2 separate regions of the Zea mays genome follow, and region 1 is linked to region 2. A link is a contact called in public Hi-C data. All regions are on one chromosome and are shown on one strand. The core of a region is the stretch at or near the end of the contact, and the rest is flanking DNA. Distances in the headings are between cores, read along the strand shown. Region 1 holds the start of LOC100193141. Region 2 has its middle 27 kb from the start of LOC103633765.

Region 1 (6,639 bases), core at 4,032-6,531, 170 kb before region 2:
CAGACAAGTATACTAGAAAACATAAAGAGTAATGTCACATTGACTTACCCCGAATGTTAAAGAAGGATAACTCCTGCAAAGATCTTCAATAACCTACAATATGAATGCTTATTAATCAGTACAGAAACTAGCAATCAGCATAAAAAATCTTTCATGCCAAATTTGCAGAGAAGAAATTGAACCACCTCGAGCACTCCCGGAGTCGTCATGACAACCTCCAACTGGACAACACATTGAATACTTGTTAGCAACACGAATCATAAATGCTGATTAAAACAGCACTACATACTAATAAACAACAATTATTCATAATGTAGCTAAGTAGTATGGTTTATAAAAAGCAAACCTTGAATGTAGTGTTAATAAACACACAGCCTCCGCTCCAAGGATTATTCAATGTCACAAACTAGGCAGAAATGAATAATCATTTTATGGAGGCTTGTGTTAGTGTGCTTCAAGTCACAGAGAAAATTGGCTACTTACGTAACTATTACACTTAAGGAAACATTAAATAAAAAGGAGAACAATGTGCTTGACCAAAATTGGCCCACATAGCTACCCAATACGGTCGGTCGGTCGGTCTTCCCCACACGCCCTCCCGTGTCCCAGGCCACAACTTGTGTCTGGGTCGAAAAAGGGTGCACCCGCCTAGGCCGAAAATCTAGTCTGCTCCCCTTTCGCTCGATTTGTGTCATTGACTGCGATCTGATGGCCATTGCTCCTCGCATCCGAGTATAAAAGGCGAGAATTTCACCGACCCTCACAAACCCTAGTTCATTTCTTTCCTCCCCCGTAGCTCACTCTACTCTCTCCTCCCTGGGCCCTCTCTTCCTCCACTTCTCCAACTTCGATGAGAGGGAGAGCCAGTATGGAGCACCAACGCGGCCTGCGCGGCCCCTCGCTGGTGCACGCACACACCCGATGGTGAGCACACCACCATCCCTAAGTCCCACGAGTGATGACTATGTGCACACGTTGTAGTAGCCACGACGCCTCATGCCCTCGCCATCGTCGTTTCGTACAACAAGGTAACACTAATACTCCATCCTATCTTTTTTACGTCTTGAGTGGGAAGGAACTAGAGTTAGGGTTTAGGTATTTGGAGTTCGACTTAGGATTCAACATTGGCCGTATGAGTGATCCTTTCCCCTCCTATTTCTTGTAGATCAAAAGGGACTCGACTGAATCCTAAAACCGGAAGAGTTAGGGTTCTAGGGTTAGGTTTCATAGAACCAAACTTGGCTCTGCTGCCACTGCTAGGATTCTATGATCTTAACCCACTTCTCTTGTCACTAGAATGTATGAATCTTAGATGCATACCTTTGGGATTTGGAGAAGTCGCAATGGGGGTTGAAGTTCGGTGGTCGGTGTCGATGGCTACGATGGCGGCCTTTCCCTTACTTCCTCGTAGAGATAGATCAAATCTCGTTAGGTATGTGTGGGCAAGGAGGTATAGTGAATATTAGTTCGCGTGTCGTCCCTCGTTCCTATTTATTTATGCGGTGTGAAGAAAAACCTTCGTAACCAATATAGTTGTTGCACCCTCGATTAGGACGCGCGCGAGAGGTTCGGCTAGATCCTCTGACTATAGATGTACAGAAAGCACGAAAGCCCGACCCGAAGCACGTTTTTTTGGTCCGGTACGAGCCCGGTCCAGCACGCTTTTATACGGGCCCAGGCCAGGCCGGCACGAATAAGCGGGCCGGGCCTGGACAGAAAACTAAGCACGACGGGCTAGCCCGGCACATCCCGTTTAGGACTGGGCATCCGCTTCTTCGGTTCGGTTCGGTTCCTCGGTTCTTGTAAAAATTCGATTCTTCAAAAACTAGAACTGAAATAGCAAGATAAAGAAACCAGAACCGACTAGTTCGGTTCTCAGTTCTTCGGTTCTGACCGAATTGTAACAGCCACCCTAAAATTCTGAATAACGACAACTTTTGTGAGAAATTTCAGCAGCATCTCCCCACAAACAACCACAAGTGCACAATGCCAAGAATTTCATAGATAATACATGGGCTACCAGGTTCAACATAAGTCGATAAAACAACATCTGAAGTTACAAACACATGTAACAAATTGAATCTGGTACTTTCAATTTTTTCGGTTCTTTTGGTTTTTTCGGTTCTTTGGAGTGCAGAACCGAAAATATCTCGTTTATTTTGGTTCTCAAAAAACCAGAACCGAATTTCATAACGGTTTCTTCGGTTCAGTTAGTTCGGTTTCGATTCTCGGTTATTTCGGTTCGGCTCCTCGGTTCCGGTTCTTTTTGCCTGGGCCTAGGCCCGTTTACCTCTAAGCCCGTCAAGCCCTTTTTTTTGCACTAAACCGTGCTTTCCGGCTCGCTTATCCCGTTTTTCGGCCCGCTTTTTCTGTGTTTACCGGGCCAGGCCGGCTCGTTTAGGCCTGCAGCAGGCCGGAGTCGGACAGGAAAACGAGCCCGCGGACTTAGATGTCCTGACCCGGTTTTCTAACCGTGCCTAGCGGGCCAAGCTCAAAACGGACCGGGCCAGGCGGCCCGTTTGGCCATCTCTACCTCTGATCGAGTGTAGATGATATCTACCCAACGCACACTTGAAGCTGAGGCCGGCAGCCCGGCACTGCTACCGTACCGAGGGCCTCAACAGCATGCAGCTGCATCTGATAACCCGGTAGCCCAGCCGGCTGTCCCAGGCACGATTGATTTTGGAAAGAGGACAAATTCGTTGTTCCGCATGGCTGTGACTAGGAGATAACGTGAAAAATTGAGCTAAGTAGGAACTTATGGCAGTAGAATCAAAGTGCACAACTGCACATCTTCCAGATGTCAATTTTGCAGTCATTCCAATGTTGAAGTCCCCAAGCACGCTCTTTAGAATGGCAAATAGCCAATTTTCTCCAAGTCACGCGAGTACCAAGCATTCAGACACACTCACTCACCACGAACCATCCGACACACCCACGCACGCATGATGCACCGACCTACACAAGGGACCAGAGGTGAAAGGAGCAACAAACTCACCACGGTAATGCCGCCGTGGACAGCCGCGTGAGCCGCCTGCAACGCCGTCTCGCTGCTGCAAGGGGTTCGAAACCAAGAAGGAACATATAAGTTGACCAGCGAGTCGTTTCCGCTTTGGCGAGGACTGTCGCCGAACACGTAGCGGTCTAGAGGGACTCGAGGAGCGGCGAGAGGCCCTTACTCTTGCGCGCGGAGGCACGCGATGACGCGCGAGCGCAGTATGGCGGCGAGCGCTCTCGGGGGTGGCCGCGGCGCGGCGGTGGGCGGCGCCGAGGCTCGCCGTCGCCGGCGGGCTGGGGTGGTGGTGGGGAGGGGAAGCTGGGAGGCGGCAACGCGCATTATCGGGCGGCAAAAAGAGCTGCAGATAAGAACCACTGCAGACACTGACACACCGCTGCTTTCTTTTGCGAGAATTTTGCGCGGCGTAAACAGTTAAACACACGAGCTCAAAACGTGAGCTGCGTTGTGCTTGGGCCTGGGGCCTTAAAACGTCAAGTCATATGTTTGATTGCAATAATAGGATAAGACAAAGATGAGACGATTCTTCAAATAAATTTGTTTGATTAAAAGGTTGGGACAGAATTATTAAAATGTTGTTTCAGTTATCTCTTAAAAATTGGAGGGACGATAAAGAACGTCAGGACATCCTGCTGTCGCGCAAAGATGCGTTCGGTTTCAGGACAACAGCGTTTCAATTTTAAGGCTGTGCTAATCTTTAACTCTGACCAAACAAGGTATCGTTCCATTCTACAACCAAACGCAGTCTACCTCGCCGTCGCGGTGCTGACCGAGTTGGCCGCCATCGTCCTCGCGAACGACACGTGCCGTAGCCCAGCTCCCGTGCCAAGGTTGCGTTCGTCGTCTTCTCCAGCCGTGGCCACCTCTACGAGAGTGCGAGTACGCCGCGAGGAGGACGAGGTGGTGGTCGTCGCCGCCGCGGAGGAGAAGCACAGGCACGATGGCCGCATCGAGCGGGGCCGCAGGCGGCGGAGCACAGCGGCTGCAGTGCGCTCCATCCCCGTCGGCGGGCGCGGCAGTGGCACCCCTCCCGGGAGCACGAGCTACGACAGCTTGAGCCCCGCCCTCCACCGCGCGTGCGAAGTCCTCCATGGCAGACGCCGGCGGCGGAGCGATCCATGGCGCGAGGAGAGAGGAGAGCAAGTTTATTATACGGCATGAGGCAACAGTTAGGGAAATTGATCATTTTTCATCTTATTAAGGCCCTATTTAGGAGAGCTTCACTTCAAAAACTTCAGCTTTGGTTTCCAGTTTTACTATAAAACAGCTCCAGCAAATTGTTAAGGTGAGTTCCAGGAGCGTTTGGTTTGTATATGGACTCCAACTTCTATAGTACAATTGATTTGTGTGGGTTTCCTTGATTACTCTTGATGATTAGTGGGTTGTCGCCAGATAAAACGGAAATTGTATGTTGCGTAACCAGTGGCATGGTGGGTAATTTTCGTACAGCTTCATGAGGAGATATAAAAACAGTGTTTTTGAAGCACCCTCTATGGAGCTTCATGAATTTCATGAAACGGGCCTCTAGTTTCGATTTTTTTTAAAACTAAAGCTCGTGGAGCTGGACCTGTTTGGGTTGAAGAAGTTCGAACAAAATTGAAATTCTTGAAGTGAAGCTCTCCCAAACAGAACCTAAACAACAAAATGCATTTTAGCGTTTAGACCGAGTTTGATAATGGCACTGAACTGGATTGGTATAATTCTAAATTTTGTTTGTGGAACGATGGTTAAAAATGGCATAGTGGCGAAACCTAATTTTATGATGGCATTTGGGCGAAGCCCGTATTTGATAATGGCGAATGGGCAAATAACTATAGATGGTCAATAAGCACGAGGTATGCGAGCCCGACACGAAGTCCGCTATTTGGGCCCGATTTGAGCCCGACACGGCTCAGTTATATAGGGTCTGGGCTGGCCCGGCACGAATAAGCGGACCAGGCTCGGACAGGAAACTAGATACGGTAGGCTAGTCCGGCATGACCTGTTTACCTCTAAGCCCGCTTTTTTGCACTAAAACGTACTTATCGGCCCGCTTTCGCCCCGTTTTTTCGTGCTCGACCCGTTTAGACCCGCTGTGGGCCGGACTCGGACAAGAAATCGAGCTCGCGGACTTAGACGGTCTGGCCCATTTTCCCAACCGTGTCTAGCGAGCCTGGCTTCATCGGGCCCGGGCCTGGACCGGGCCTGGCCGGGCGGCCCGTTTGGCTATGTCTACAAATAACTCCCTTGCCCTCCTCTCTTTCTTCCTCCCCGCTCCCCACCCCCTCAAACCCGAAAGGAACCCTAATCCTAGCCGCACGCGGGAGGCAGCTAAGAGAGCTTGAAGCACCAGCCATGGCGGACCACGACCTCACGGCGCTGATGGCGGCGCAGCTGGACCGGCACCTGGTCTTCCCGCTGCTGGAGTTCCTCCAGGAGCGGCAGCTCTACTCGAGGCCGGAGATCCTGGAGGCCAAGATCCGCCTCCTCAGCGGCACCAACATGGTCGACTACGCCATGGACATCCACAAGTCCCTCCACGGCACCGATGACGTTCCCGAGGACATGGTCAAGCGCCGCTCCGAGGTCGTCTCCAGGCTCAGGTCGCTCGACGAGGCCGCAGCCCCGCTCGTCGCCTTCCTCCAGAACCCGCAGCTCGTGCAGGAGCTCAGGCCCGACAAACAGTACAACATCCACATGCTCCAGGAGAGATACCAGGTCTGCTTCTGCCTTGTTTTTGTTAAAGATATATATATGCGTGCTTTATTTAGTTAGGTTGGTGGAATTCCGTGTTTTGGAGCGTTTTCAGACGTTGTTACGAAGCTATGGATTTGTGTGTCACTAAAAATCCTGAAACGGATTTGCTCATATAGTGAATCGATCTTACCGTTGCTAAATGTGGTTACATATATCATTATCATACAAGTGATTTGGTCCTAGTTCTGCAGTATGTTGTCATGTTGTGAGGAATCTTGAATTGGCTGACTGCTGACTTTAGCTCCCACATTAAGGATCACATAAGTACATTGTGAGATATGCTTTATTTGGTACTATGCATAATTCAGTATGTTATATGTATTCTAGCAGGTGTCCTAAAATCTAGACATGTAATTCTTCCTAGGATCGTAGTTGATTTCCTTGTATCGTATAGTCCAAAAAGTGCTTTCAAATTGAGCCTAGTTGAAGTCTATGTTCTTTCAACTCTGCAGTAAGGGACAATTCAGAGTCAGAGTTTTTGCCGCTGGAGCACTGTCGAGAAAGCACAGTGCACATTAACTAAGATCAAAATTCAGATGGAATGTTGAAGCTGTGCACTTTTATTGTTATAGCCTCTTCTGTGCTAAATGCTAACGAACTAAATCCTTGTTTAACAATGCAGATTGGTCCTGACCAGATTGAAGCTCTGTATCAGTATGCCAAATTTCAGTTTGAGTGTGGTAACTACTCCTGGGCTGCTGAGTACCTGTACCAGTATCGTGCTTTGTGCACAGATACTGAGCGAAGTGTGAGTGCCCTCTGGGGAAAGCTAGCAGCAGAAATCCTAATGCAGAACTGGGATGTGGCTTTGGAGGAATTCAACCGCTTGAAGGAAATAATTGATTCAAAGGTTCTACCATCAATGTTTCGTAGTGTGTTCTTTGCTC
Region 2 (5,922 bases), core at 1,456-3,955:
CAAACATTTTATCTAATACATTATGTGCCGTCAATTTCACTCAGGTTTGGTTGAAATTATTCGATGGTTAGTAATAATTTATGTCAGTTTGATAATTGTTATGCACTAACATTTTATCTAATAATTTGTGTGCCATTAATTTCACTCAGGTTTGGTTGAAGTTATTCGATGGTTAGTAATAATTTATGTTAGTGTGGTAATTGTTATGCACTAACATTTTATTTAATAATCTAGATTGATTCTTTAGAAATAATTTATGAGATATTATAATGTTTGTTTAACATCGACTCATTATATATGAGTCGATGTATTTATAATAAATATATTTATATCATCAATATAATATTAGTGTTACAGTGATATTTTGTCACATAAATTTTGCATATCATAGTATTGTTTGTCGTTTTGTATCTGTGTTTCATATTAATTTTTAACTCCCGTGACAACGTACGAATACATATCTAGTTATGGAGTATAAGAATAAAATTGTATATATATTTTTTTGTGTGCATTATTTTCTCCCAACAATAAAAAGGTGAAAAACATTTGAACACGTATTCGGATAGATATTTAAATTTTACATCAATTATTTAAAAAGATATAGAATGAATTTGAGGTGTACTTTTATAAAAATTAATAGGTTTAATGTTAAAAACAAGAATATAAATTTATATAGCAAATTCAGAAAAAAAATTAACATCTGAATAGGTATCCGGATCCATCCTTGCTCCATACTTGAAAATAGCTTCGAAGAGAGATCCTATTTTATAAATTTAGAACAAATTGAGATAGAACTTAGTCGTGAGATTATAGCACATCGCAGCCACGAGCCTATACTCCTTCGTCAACGGTGTCCGTCCTGATTCCCACCCGCCGAAGCTCCCTGTTGCCCCACGCCGTCGCGTCCCACGCCTCAGCCGCCAGCGCGCCCTACTCCTTACCGGCCAGCGCGCCGCTCTCCACACGTTGGTGCGCTTCCGTCCTCGTTCCTCGTCATCGGCGCCCCGCTGCCCACCCGCCGGCGCTTGCCGCGCGCTCCGCTGTCACCCGGTCGACACGTACGCTCATCCGGTGCAGCACGTAATAAGCTGGCAGACCTCCGGGGAAGGCTGAAAGTCCTGCTGCTCCACCGTCAGATTTCTCCATTCAGCTACAAGGAAAATGCGAGTGATGTTGTGGGTGCTGACTGCTGAGACAACAGAACTTGGCGACTTCTTTGTGCAACCATAAGCATTGGAGCAATAAGAGAGAAATCTCTATGATGAAGGTGTGGAGCAAACAGTCCACCCACTACTGTGATAGTGTCAGTTCTAACAAGGATGAAACTATAGCTGTTGATCATGACATAAGGGTTCTTTCGTTGATGAACACTGCTGAATTGCTGGAGAAAGCAAAGTCAGGTTATAGATTGTTCCACTGCCATTTCATTTGCCTATTTGATCACACCAATGTCAAATGGAGGTACTGCCCTGCAGTCCTGCACATCACATAATTTAAGCAAGCTTAGCCATAGTTGAACGCAGGGCCGTGCCGGTAAAATTTGAGGCCCTGTACAAATTCTGAAATGAGACCTTTTTTATTAGTCGAGGTTGTCGACCGTCGGTGAACGAAACGTCATACTGCACATATATGGGCTGTGCTCACGTTTCACAGTCATGAAATAGACGCATGAGTAAAGAATTAGAGACTAAGAATAACTCCAAAAGACTATATTCTTTCTAATTGATATGAATATTTTTTTTGAAAAAAAAAACCCTTCTAACAGCTTATTTAAATAGCTATCCAAAAATAATCATCTTTTATTCTAACTTTCTCGCTAGCTAAAGATAGAAAACGTGAATGACTCTAAAAATACAAACAAGATATAAAATCGTTGTTGGAGATTAAAAGATATACAAAGTGATTCTCAAAATAATAATTTAGAGAGTGAAATTTAGAAATAGTCTTAGAGATGCTCTAATGTATATTTTCTATTTTATAAATATACTACAGACTTACATATTTGGGGCCCTAGATTTTGTGGGCCCCTGTTCGAGGGAACAGGTTGCACACCCCCAAGCACGGGCCTGGTTGAACATCCAGGAGGAAATAAGTACGTTGGTACGATGACGATGTCGCTCTGTGAATGCACAAGAGACAACAAAAAAAATAGGGGACTCCTTAGAGCTAGTTTGGAAAGTCTCAGAACCGAAGGGGATTGGAGAGGCTATAATCCCCTTTTTATTCAATTTTGAATAAAAAGGAGATTTTAACCCTTCATTTGTTTTGTGGCTGCCAAACTAGTCCTTAGAATTGCTCTTTAGCTGTTACAGGATCGGTGCTCCTAAAATCCTATGCTAAAAATCTACTTTGTCTCTAGCTAAGATAACGACCCACTACTAATTTCAATAGTTATGATGAAAGGCAGTTATTACCGGCACCTAGCTAGATAAAAATAGTTAGGAACGCACCTAGATAAAGCAATAAATAGCGTGCAAATTAAAATTTCAATTTTTGATTGTTACGACCTACACGTCGCGGATGGAAAATTAAAGAATACTCATGAGCTTAGGTTGAAATAGCTAGTACACCATTGATGCGATGCGATCTAGACGCGGTTAGCATAATCCGAGCGAGAGTGCAGACAGCACTGGACCCACACAGGGCCAGCGAAACACGCTTCACCTCTGCAGCTTGGTACTAGTAGGCAGTGGGACATGATGTCACATGTTACTTAGGCCTTAAGAAACGAACAAGAGAGAGAGAGGGGAAAGCTTCTATGGACGTGGCTCCATGCAACTCGACAAACTTCTTTTGTCTTCTTGTAGGTTCCACCAGTTTCTGGTTGTCTGCCTAGTGCCGACTGCCGAGTGGCTCGAAGCTGAGAATAATCTACTTTAGATATGTAGGATTGAGAGGTATTATGCTACGTACTCTAAGAGCATATCGAAGAGACTCTATATTTTTGATCCTTTATTTGACTCTTCATTTATTTCTTTTATAAAGATTAAATTTTATATGTAGTATCCTATTTCAACGGACTCTCTAACATACAACTTAGAGGGTATTTGTGTGGAGTTGTAGTTTATAATATCAATTTTAATAGTTATAAAAATATTTTTAATCTAAATAATAAACAAAATTACTTATCTAAATGTTTTCTAAAGGCTTATAACTCCAGCTCCACGATTTTCTAGAGCACCTAATGACCTGCTCCACTAACTCCACCAAATTTTCTAGAGCTGGAGCTGTCCCAAACAGGGCCTTAGTTTAACTAGTTGGAGTGACTAGCTAAGTTTGGTTAGCGATGGGGGCAATTTGGAGAGCCGGATGGCTTGGCTAGTTAGATGACTAGTTTGTTGAAAAGTTATTTTGTTGTTTGTCGGTACCCTTAAACAGGGGTACCTCTTACTATAGTGTGAAGGTGCGGTGCCCATGCGGCTACCTCTAGTCGCATGGTAAACAACGCCCGACCCCACCACGTGGACGACTCCCGTGTCGCCACGCGGCCAGAAAAAAAGATATACTCCAGAGTATCAACAGTGGGTCCGGACCCCCATAGGGAAGTGTCGGACCCCTGTACGTACAGATCGGGCCTCCGAGTAAGGTCCATAACCTCCACGGGCGTGCCCGGACCCTTGGGACGGGCCCCGGACCCCCCTGTGCAGGGTCCGGGCCACACACAGCAAGGTCCCAGGACATAACATGCACGGGCCTTGGACAGGACCCAGGCGGGGGTCCGGTGACGACACGTGTCCGGACCCAGTCTGGTGCGGACCTGTCCGCTTGCGCCACTGCTCCCCGCCCGGGCGGAGACCTGATGCTGCCACGTGGACTACTATGCGTGACGTAAGCTGTCGGGAGGAGCCTGACGTAAGGCCTCCGGGTTACGTAGCCCCTGCATTTATTGCGAATAAGGCGCGCCGCCTATCCGTCCCGCTGACAGGCGATGTGCCACCTCAGCATTTAATGGGCCCTGTCTATTCCGCTGGAAGGGATGTGCCGCCTCGGCATTTAATGTGCCCTGTCCACTCCGCTGGCAGGCGGCGACCAGGTCGTCTCGCAGGCTGCGTGCCTGTCCATTCCGTTGGCAGGCAGTACGCCCATGCTGCGGAGTGCACTGTGCTCATCATCACTCGTACGTTGCCAGGGAAGCTTCCGCTGCACGCCAATGCTACGTAGACCGCGGATATCAGGACACAAGGAGATTGCACTAGCGACTAGCATTAGTTGCTTCAAGTATTACATCCGTTATATCCCTGGGCCCGCATGTCGGGGCTAAGTGTCCTTGTACGTGCCCCCCTTGAGCTATAAAAGGGAGGGCACACGGCGTTACAAGGCAACTAGGCAAGCTCACTTAGACACACTTAGACTCTCACACTCACAAGTTCATACAAGCTCTTAAGCTCAATACATCACACAGTGGAGTAGGGTATTACGCTCCGGCGGCCCGAACCACTCTAAATCCTTGTGTGTTCTTGTGTTCTTCCCGTTTCCACCTAACAGGCAAAACGCTTAGGCCCCTCCTCATCTTAGGATTTAGGGCGGGTGCATTCCGCCACCTGGCCGGAGATTTCCTCTCCGACATTTGGCGCGCCAGGCAGTACGCCCATGTTGCGGAGTGCACTGTGCTCATCATCACTCGTACGTTGCCAGGGAAGCTTCCGCTGCACGCTAATGCTACGCAGACCGCGGATATAAAGACACAAGGAGATTGCACTGGCGACTAGCATTAGTTGCTCCAAGTATTACATCTGTTATGTCCCTGGGCCCACATGTCGGGGCTCAGTGTCCTTGTACGTGCCCCCCTTGAGCTATAAAAGGGAGGACACATGACGTTACAAGGCAGGCTTACTCAGACACACTTAGACTCTCACACTCACAAGTTCATACAAGCTCTCAAGCTCAATACATCACACAGTGGAGTAGGGTATTACGCTCCGGCGGCCCGAACCACTCTAAATACTTGTGTGTTCTTGTGTTCTTCCCGTTTCCACCTAACAGGCAAAACGCTTAGGCCCCTCCTCATCTTAGGATTAAGGGCGGGTGCATTCCGCTACCCGGCCGGAGATTTCCTCTCCGACATTTGGCGCGCCATGTAGGGGGCTAGGCTTTAGGTTTTTGCTTGTTCTTCTACTCGACGCCATGGTCCACATCATCGAGCACCATGATTTCTTGCCCGAGGACTTCGTGGTGGAAGAGGCGGCTGCCTCTTCCACACCGCGGGCCACCAACCTCCCGGCGCCTGGTGCGGCCACTGTTGTGCACTCTGCGCGGCAGCACACTCCCGCGCAAACGTCCAGGATGTCTAGGGCTGCGCCTGGGGCACTGTCAGCGGCCAGAGAGTTGCTGCGCCACCCTCCTAGCTCCACGACCTCCCCGGGGGCCATGAAGCAGTGGCGCGACGACGTCGACCGCCTGCTTGGCATGGCGCACTCTGCCTCAACCAGGCCAAGGCCTCGGTCATCCCGGCGCCAAAAGGAGGCGTCGGCATCAGTGCGCTCTCCCTCGATGAGGGCCGCGCCGACTGAGGACCTGCGGGCGGAGCTCAACCACCGGCGAGCGGGCAAGGACGCCCCAGTCTATATGGAGAGGTCTAATGACCTGCGGGCGGAACTCAACCGCAGGCGTGCGGGCGAGGATGCCCACGTCTCTCTAGAGAGGGTGCATGAGTGCCGACAAAATGTCGAGGGTCGCAACCTCGACCACGACTTTGTTGTGGTTGCACCGCAGGCCCCAACTGGCGCCCGGATCCAGGCGGGTGTCCCATTAGCTGGCGTGGGCTGCGTAGCGTTGGCGGATCATCTCTGCGCGGCGACCTGGCCATCCAAGTTCCGGCCACACCTACCAGAGAAGTACGACGGTACGACAAATCTGTCGGAATTCTTGCAGGTTTACGTCACCGCCATTACGGCAGCCGGTGGAGACACCACAGTAATGGCA

What was found. A called contact is a pair of places that touch in the nucleus more often than the background predicts.
Region 1: a contact with region 2 is called in a Hi-C map of tassel, with 2.2 times the contacts expected there. The contact joins the promoter of LOC100193141 here to the enhancer-like site in region 2. A contact is called at or near these places in 2 of 25 Hi-C or Micro-C datasets (endosperm and tassel).

The regions. Positions count from the first base shown.
Region 1 is chr7:20,413,729-20,420,367 of Zm-B73-REFERENCE-NAM-5.0, reverse strand. LOC100193141 reads left to right here and starts at 5,281. Exons shown (of 7, transcript NM_001138299.1): 1 at 5,281-5,713; 2 at 6,375-6,602. The coding sequence starts at 5,351. LOC100284118 (KHG/KDPG aldolase) reads right to left here and starts at 3,393. Exons shown (of 9, transcript NM_001157015.1): 1 at 3,180-3,393; 2 at 2,999-3,053; 3 at 186-221; 4 at 49-93. The coding sequence starts at 3,337.
Region 2 is chr7:20,244,609-20,250,530 of Zm-B73-REFERENCE-NAM-5.0, reverse strand. No RefSeq gene overlaps it. Among protein-coding and RNA genes, the nearest start is that of LOC103633765, 27 kb to the left of the region's middle. Within about 2 kb of position 2,705, at least 18 of the 20 cell types and tissues checked have an H3K27ac peak or open chromatin away from gene starts, as enhancers often do. A contact at or near this core is called in endosperm and tassel, where this site is marked.